2 separate regions of the Mus musculus genome follow, and region 2 is linked to region 1. Evidence: chromatin contacts called from public capture Hi-C data. All regions are on one chromosome and are shown on one strand. The core of a region is the stretch at or near the end of the contact, and the rest is flanking DNA. Distances in the headings are between cores, read along the strand shown.

Region 1 (4,276 bases), core at 1,053-3,552:
TTCCAATTTGGCAAGCCCCATTTGCAAGGTAAGCAATTTACCATAAGAACAATGTGTGTGTGTGTGTGTGTGTGTGTGTGTGTGTGTGTGTGTGTGTGTGTTGGGCACCACTCCTTGAGATGATGTGTGAGCCCTAAGGATCCACATGCTTCCACCTCCCTGGAACTGGTATTACAAGTATACACCACCAGGTCCGTATTTACAGTTCTGGGGATCCAAACCAAGTCTTTATGCATATAAGGCAAAAGCTTTACCAACTGGGCCATCTCCCCAGACCTTGGGACATTTTAATAATGCCACAATCTCCCTGATAGCTGAGTGGAGAATGATTATCTAGTGGTCGTGGGGTTTTCTCTTGCCATTAGGGAAATGGTTTAGAAAGACAACGATGGTCGCTCCACACTGTAAACGGACGGCAGGCATTTCAGACTGTCCCTTTTATGTGTGGATACTAATGGCCTCCCCAAAGCCATATCTTTGACTAATCATTAACTGTTCAAGGAACAAGCTGGTAACATAGTACAATTTCATTTAATTCATCTAATTAATTCATTTACTTCTTGCACCAGTTCCAGAAAGTAGCAACTTCTATGATTCCTGATAGGCAATTAAGGAAACCAAGGCTTAGTGTGGACAGTGTTTACCTGGAACTTGGAGCTGTGGGCCCTTCCCGCCCCCACTCCCTGTTCACAAAGGCTCCACACCTCTACCTCTGCCATCTATTTTCAGCCCATGATATTTTCTTAAGTCTAAGTTCTCAGAAACAACATATACATGTTTATATTCAGGATATTTTCGAGATAGGTATGGCCAGAAAACACACCAGAAAACATCAGTCCATAACACCCTCACGAGTGTCCACGTTGAACTATTATTAAAATATTAATAATTTTTAACTAGCTAATGTAATAGGTGTAAATTGTTTTGATTCATTTTTCTAATCTATATTTCTCCAGCAATGAGAGAAAGGGAACATTTAATCCCTTACTCGATTTATGAGTTGTATCTCTTCTTTATATATTAAAAAACAAAAACAAACAAACAAAACAGAAACAAACAAACAAACAAAAAAACCCTGCTGCTTTTGTGTGCCAGACGCCAGACTGAGCCAGAACACTTGCAGCAATGCCAGAGGAAGGGCTGTTGTGCAGAGGGATCCACCCAGGACTTAGCGAGCTTGACGAGAACCCAGCTTTCCAGTTTGCAAGCCCAGCTTTCTCCAGAGTTTTGTAACACGCTTTTGCTTTGCTAGCACAGAGCAGCCAAGAAATAAAGGACAGTGCCTTCCCCTGACACTTGGACTAGACTTGTCTTAGGTTCAGAAAAATGTGTAATCTGTCTGGTGATTATAGGAGCTGGAAGAGACATGTCTTAAGGTCATGGGACCAGAAGGGATGGTGGGCATTGCTCGAACTAAGTCCAGGAGTGGAGATACATATTAGGCTGAAATTGTTCTGAGCCCTGAGGAAACCACCTCTGGGTGGTTTACAGGACGTTGTGGTCTGTGAAGATATGCTGCCATCTGGTGGCCAAAGGAGAGAAGGCATCTCTGGAGGCCTGAAGGGTACTAGTAAATGACCTAGGGGCAAAAGCCCTACTGGGGGGGGGTGGGGGGGCACCAGGCTAAGTCTAGCAGTAGTCAGGCCCCCTGAAAATCCAGGAGGACAGCAAAAACCAATCTAGAAGAATCCTCAGCCTCAACACCAGCTAGCCATTGGAGTTTGAAAATCTGAGAAAGCCTGAGGCGTGAAGTGAAGAGAGATTTACCTAGGAAGCTAAAATCGCTGATTGACTAGATGTCGTTATTGCCATCTAGTAATGGTGAGGTGGAAATGATGATGACGATGATGGTGATAAGGGTGACTGTGAATGATGGGGATGTTGGTGATGTTGATGTTGGTGATAGAGACAAGTCTAGCCACAGCGTCTGGGGAAGGGACTGTCCGTGATTTCTGGGCTGCTCTGTGCTAGCAAAGCAAAGGCATGCTACAAAACTCTGGAAAAAGCTGGGCTCAGCAGCAGCAGCTGCAGTTTGCAACTGTAACAGAAGTATGTTTACTCAGGTCTTTATGGATACGGGGAACAGAGAAAGGGGGTTCTGGTGCTCAATGGGCTACCTCCCCCTCTTACCATCCCCCCCACCCCCAAAATGCCCATGGTATGTCCAGAGCTATGTCTCCTAGTTGTCCAGTTGACAATGAAGATCAATCACAAAGTTGATTTTGGGGGTGGGGAGGCGGGGCTTAGAAGCCTTTCACTCAACATTCCAAGGGCGGCTGAGGGATCAGCTCTTGTTGTGTACGGGCGTGCGTGGGCCTTGCCCCCAACTACAGAGCAGATCATGTAGCAAAGGTCTGAGCCAGGCGGAACTGGTTCAGAAAAACGTGGCTCAGGACCAGAGTCTGAGCTTTCCCAGCCTAGGCAGGTTATTGTTCCCACTGTGGGAAAAGTGACACCCTTTATTCCCATTGAGAGAGCCAAAAGTAACCCAACATCTGTAGCCACGATCCTCGTGTGACCTGAATGACTCCCAGATGGTGGCTGGATAGAGCCCGAGGTCCCAGGCCAGCACTAGAGAGGTCTGACTTTCTTGATCACTAGAAATTTCTCTCCTTCTGCTTAAATCAATTGGAGTTGGGTTTTCTCTCATTGCTTCTCCCACCACAGCCCTACAGCAGGCCTCCAGCCTAGGAGACCACTAGGGAGATCTCCCTAACTGTCCACAGCTGGTGAGCGGGAAGCGGGGCTCCTCCCCAGGTCTCTGCAGCCAGCCTCTGCTTTTCCTGCTGTACCTTCCTCCACACACACACACACCCGCACCCCTCCCCCCACCCCTCCCCCGTCTCTGAACATCAGGCTCCTCGTCTGCACATAGGAACAACATCTAACTCCCATGAGTTTGTAGCACACAGGTTTTTTTCTTTAAATGCAAACCACTTAAGGACGACCTAGCACTTCCATGGGTAAAACATCAGTTTCCAAGGTTCCAAAGTTCCTGTTCCAGGACCTCAATGCTGCAGAATCAGAAGTGTGGGAAAAGGAGACAGGAAATCAGGGAAATGGGAGAAGCCAAGTTTGGAATGATCAAGCCTAGCCATTGTGTGTGTGTGTGTGTGTGTGTGTGTGTGTGTGTGTGTGTGTGTTCCACAAAATCGTTCTTTGAAAGAGAGTCCCCAAAGTAAATACAGATTGTGATGGGGAAGCCCGCACAGAGCTCTCTTCCTGCCCCGTCAGCTGTACCAGGACACCTGGGGCCTCTCTCCCCCTCCCAGTTGTCAGCTTATCCCATACTAATGGCCTCTCACACATATTAACTATAATGAGTATTTGGAAAGACTGGTTTAGCTACAGTTTATGTTGTGATTCTGTTTTTGAGAACGTAAAATAGTAAAGTCACATGATTAAGTCGAGGCTAATCTGTGGATTGTGCCGAAGCCCTCTCCCCTGGGCAAAAGGCAACAGTGGGCCAGAAGAGTCTAAGGGACACTCCCTGGCATCCTCCTCAAGTCTTGGTGACCGATCATGGAGATGTAGCAAGTGCCCAGACAAATCTAGAAAGGGGCTGGGCCACATTCACAGGCAGGACTTGCTACAACTCACTCTGAACGGTTCCTTTTGCCGTACAGTCTGTAGTCAAGGCCAGTTTGTCTCACCTTGAGTCTCTCCCCAGCCGGTGATGTAACATATTGTCCGGTCAGCAACCATGTAATTTGGAGATGGCAGACAAGCTGGAATGACTTTATCCGTGATGGTGGCTGGGCTGAAAGGAGTATATCAAATGTTGCGTCAACTGCTCTGCAGGAGACCCCCACCCTTCACCTGCAGATCACCCACAGCCGAGTGTACCCTCCTCTGTGTCCCAGCATTCCTCAGGCTGGTATCTCTTTACTTCACTGACATAGAACAGTATAGAAAACCCTTCATTCTCACAGTACTCTACAATGTCCTACAAGCTAAAGAATCCATTGTATGGGAGGGGATGTATGTTTGTTCGCATGTGTCCATGCAGGAACCAAATGCACACTTGTGCATATGCATAGAAAGTCCAGAGATCAGTTTCAGGTGTCTTCCTCAATTGTTCATCCCCTCAGTTTTGGAGACAGGGTCTGTCACAGAACCTGGAGTTCACTGAGTCAGCGAGACTAGCTCTAGGAGTCCTCCTGTGTCTCCCCCTGGGCCCCAGTGTTGGGGTTACAGGTGCATATCTTCATGCCAAGCGTTTGACATAACACTGGGGATTTGAGCTTGGGTCTCCACGCTCGTGCGGCAAGTGCTT
Region 2 (4,276 bases), core at 623-3,122, 380 kb before region 1:
TTGCTTGTTGAGGAAATCATTTTTAAGAGGAATGAAGACAGGCCGAACTCATGTAGACCCAACCAGAAGAATGTATTATAAGGATTATGGGTAAAGTTTAATTGGAAGAGTGCTGACCAGGCTTGCATGTACCACATAAACCAGGAATGGTGGTACATGCCTATAATGTCAGCACTTGGGAAGTGGAGACAGGAGGTTAGAGGTTCGAGGTACCTCTTACTACATAGCAAGTTTGAGGCCAGTTCAGGTTACTTGAGACTCTATCAAAAAAAAAAAAAAAAAATCCCAAAGGCAAGATGGTGAACAATATGGAAAAAAAGAGAATTTTCTGCCTGAAGCGATGAACAAAGTCCACGGACTCTCACAATAGCAAGGTATGCCATTCAGGGTTTAGGTTTTTTTTGTTTTGTTTTGGTTTGGTTTTTTTTTTGTTGTTGTTGTTTTGTTTTTGTTTTTATTTTTACTTCAGAAAAATACCAGGATTGAATCAATCCAACGGGGGAAAAGTTTACTTTTGCATCCTGCTTAGGACTGTTCTTCCAAGGTCTTGCTGGGTACCAGGATGACTTATCTGAGCGTCTACACTGTTGTGTGGCAAGCCTGAGACACAGCTGATGGAGATAAGAACTGTAAACGTGTCAAAATGGAGGAAGGGATGAGTGAGCTGGTGGGACGGAAGAAAAGTGGATCAGAAAGAGGATTCCCTTGAGCCACCCCCTCCCCCATTCTGTTGTTAATCTGACATGGGTGAACCTAGGCTAGCATGGCCCCCTCTGTGGGGGACCAAGGCTAGTGACACAGGTCCTGTGCCCTGATCCTGGCTCTCATCCTGCAGTCTCACAGGCTGGATGCCTTGTCACTTTGCCTGTTCAAGGTTCAGCACGTGCCTCTCCAGATGGCCACACCCTGCCCAACCCTTGAACTGTGTTCCAGAGCCAACAGAACTGTGTAAACAAGAGCAGCTGGCAGGCTCCTGCTTCTCATGGTTTCTGCTCTGAGATGAGTTTTCTAAAACGCCTCTGGAGTCCAATAGTCCTGGATGTGACTCCAGACTCCTCCGCTTCCTTATTCTACGTTTTAGGCAAGCGGCTCAAACTTCTTGGCATTGTCGGTGCTAATTGTTGGTCCCTGAAAGGTTTCATCGACTGTCAACCCCCAGGCTACAGATTGCTGATACCATGTAGATTTGGACAAACTGAATTGGAGTTGTGATTTGTAATTCATCCCTGGTTATAGGATGGTTGCAAGCAATACAAGTTATGAAATATTATACTGATTTACTTCCTTTTCAAAATTCCCATCACTGTGTATCTAGGTCATCATGGAAAGAGTAAAACAAAAAAAGAAAAGAAATAGAAAAAAATACTGCTTTTTTTTCCTGCTAAACCTCTTTGGTGGGGCTATGTATTTTGACTTTATACTTAGCATGTATTATTATTATTATTATGAGTTATAGCTCCAGCTAGCCTGGTTCTTGCTATATAGACCAGGCTGGATTTAGACTTGTAGCCATTCTCCTGTCTCAGCCTTGCGAGGGCTCTGGTTATAGTGACCTGGCATACTGGCCTATCTAACTTTTTTGGTTATAGTGATCTGGCATACTGGCCTATCTAACTTTTCTGGTTATAGTGATCTGGCATACTGGCCTGTCTAACTGTTTTAGCTTAATAAACCACCTCAGTCTCTTGGAGTTTGGATTCCATTTGTTCCTTAAGCATTCACATGTCGGGGGTTTAGTCCTTAGCATGGTGACTTTAAGATGTGATGGTATCTACAGGAGGTAGAACCTGGCCTCAGGGGTTGGGGGATGTAGCGCTCAGGAAGGAAGGAATGGATGTGGGGCCCGTGATACCCTGGTTGGGCTCTTGAGAGAGTGTTTTTATAAAGGTACATGCCTGGGCCTGTCTCTCAGGCTTCCTGTCTGGCTAGCTCCGACACACTCTTTCCATGATGTCATCCACAATGGGAGAGAGGGAAAAGAATCTTTGAAAGAGCCAACATTATGCTGGAAGAAATTTGATAGTCAAACTTGGACGTAGTGGCTTGGGCCTGTAATCCCAGCACCCAGGAGGCTGAGGTAAGAGACCAGTGAGCTAGAGGCCAGTGTGTGTGAGAGGAAATGAAAGAGGGAGGGGAAAAAGAAAAGAAGAGGCCCAGAGAGAGAGACTTGTAGTTTTCTCACAGTTTTCTTCCTTTTCTTTCTACTAAGTTATTTCTTATGTAGCTTGGGAATTTCAAGCAAACTGAACCAAGAATTTACAACTGAAAAAAGATACTATGGAAGAGAGATGAAAGGCTTGCATTTCCCTGGAATCCGTGTGCCAGGGGCATGTGCCTGCTGATTATTTCAGTGGCAAGCCTTTTAATTAGCAGGCGACGGTCACATGCTTTCCTAGTGGGTCTCATAACAGCTCTTCCAACGAGGTTTCCACCAGGGATCCCGTTAGCTGAAGTAACAGATGACCCAATTCCAAGTTAATAAAGAGGAGATGGAAGATTTCCTAGCTCAGGTTAAAAAAAAAAAAAAAGTCCAGTGAGATTCCTCTCTCCCAGCCTTGTGATCAAAGTGCCCCAAGGCTGATAGCAGTGTCAGCCCCTACTAATCCTGTCAGCTTCCTGCCCATGCCTGTTGTTAGAGAGAGGTCAACTTCCCATGGCAGCATGAATGCTATCTTCCCAGGAGCTCTGGTAATCATCTCCTTACATCTTTCACACACAGGCTTAAGTGTACCCGGGGGATGGACATGTTTGTTTGGCTTACACTATCAGCTGGAGTGTGACAGACACTGAACAGTCAACCGTAAAGTCTTCCACATTCTTCCATTTGCAGGGGGCTGGGGAGGGGGGCGTCATCTGATCAGGGGCTGGCAAGCTATAGACATGGAACCATATCTGGCTATTTTCAAAAGTGAAGCTTTCTTGGCTCACTGCCACGTACATAGGCTCACACGTTGCCTGAGGCCGTTCTCATGCCACAGGGGCAGAGCTGAGTAGCTGTGCCGGAAAGCCATAGGATCCATACAGCTTAAACAGTTTACGGCCTGACCCTTTGATGAGTTTGCTGACCTCTGCTCTGGATGAAGAAAGCGGAACGGAGATTAAACAACCAGTCCAAAGTCAAAGGGTGGACAGGAAGCAGGGATGGGAGCCCATAAACCCACTGTCCCCAGATCTGCCAGGGGAGTTTCTGTGCCTGAGCTGGCATTTCTGCCATGCCAAAATAGAATGAGGCTGACCTAAGCTTGCATGAGTCAACCTCTGTGACAACTGATCCATTCTTAGAAACAAGTGTTTCAGGGGCTAGAGATTGTTCAGTGGTCAAGAGTGCTTGGGGGCTCCTTGGGAGGGCCTGGGTTTGATTCCCAGTACCCACATGGCAGCTCACAACTGTTTGTAGCTCCAATTCCGGGGGCATCTTCTGGCCTCTTCCAGTCCCAGGCACACTTACATGCAGGCAAAACATCCATACCACCCAAAGGAAAAAAAAAATCATGTGAATATGAAAAGGGGCTCAGTGACTGCCTGCGAGTAGCTGTTGCTCACAAGGTGGTTCACAACATCCAGTTTCAGGGCATCTGATGCCTTCGCCTGAGTTTCTCTGACACCAGGCATGTGCATGCTACGTGGGTAAAGCATGCAAACCCATAAAGTAAATAAGTCTGGAAAAGGGGGAGGCTGAAAGCAGGGCTGGAGAAAATGAAAACCATGTCTATGATGACCCAGAAGCCTCTAGTAACGTTCTATCTCATTTTACACACAGGCTTACATGAGCCTGGTTCTAAAGAGTATGGCTAGAGGAAGTCCATCACTGCTCAGAATAATTGTTTGGGGCATGGTAGATTCAGATACCCAATTTCTGAAAGACACCAGGACCAACGGGCATATTAGAATATTTCAATAACCAGTGGGATAAAATAAAAGTCGTAACAAATAACTTTACCTTGGTATGGTGGCACATGCCTGTATCCTAGTCCTTGGGAGACACAAGTAGGAGGGCAACTCCAAGTTTGAGGCCAGCCTGGTCTACAGAGAGTTCTAGACCATTTTATGGCTACTACATAGTAAGATTCTGACTCGCATATATAAAATGTTCATGCAGACAAAATGTCGATTCATATTTAATTTGATGATATTAAAACAATATATATTTGGTATTGACCACATTTTAAAATAATTCTTTTAAGATGAGCTCTCAGCAGCGCAGGCTGGGTTTGAACTCACTGAATCCCACCTGCTTCTGCCTCCTAAGTGTTGAGATTAGGTGTGACTTCTATTT

The links. Capture Hi-C pulls out chosen DNA fragments and counts their contacts.
Region 2: a contact with region 1 is called in a capture Hi-C map of embryonic tail, with 3 times the contacts expected there. The contact joins two enhancer-like sites. A contact is called at or near these places in 1 of 15 datasets of contacts at CTCF or cohesin (the NIH/3T3 cell line), 35 of 484 Hi-C or Micro-C datasets (the AML12 cell line, B cells, the Ba/F3 cell line and 22 more), 7 of 115 datasets of contacts at active chromatin or transcription factors (the HPC-7 cell line, T-cell acute lymphoblastic leukemia, cardiomyocytes and 3 more) and 3 of 9 other capture datasets (embryonic stem cells, embryonic tail and embryonic trunk).

Annotation. Positions count from the first base shown.
Region 1 is chr17:12,413,662-12,417,937 of GRCm38.p6, reverse strand. It overlaps Plg (plasminogen), which reads right to left. Exons shown (of 19, transcript NM_008877.3): 17 at 3,654-3,760. Among named protein-coding and RNA genes, the nearest start is that of Plg, 37 kb to the right of the region's middle. Within about 2 kb of position 2,302, at least 48 of the 459 cell types and tissues checked have an H3K27ac peak or open chromatin away from gene starts, as enhancers often do. A contact at or near this core is called in the HPC-7 cell line, fibro-adipogenic progenitors and uterus, where this site is marked.
Region 2 is chr17:12,789,332-12,793,607 of GRCm38.p6, reverse strand. All of the region lies in intron 1 of Airn (antisense Igf2r RNA), which reads right to left. Among named protein-coding and RNA genes, the nearest start is that of Igf2r, 22 kb to the right of the region's middle. RefSeq lists an enhancer at 538-3,891. Within about 2 kb of position 1,872, at least 190 of the 459 cell types and tissues checked have an H3K27ac peak or open chromatin away from gene starts, as enhancers often do. A contact at or near this core is called in the HPC-7 cell line, fibro-adipogenic progenitors and uterus, where this site is marked.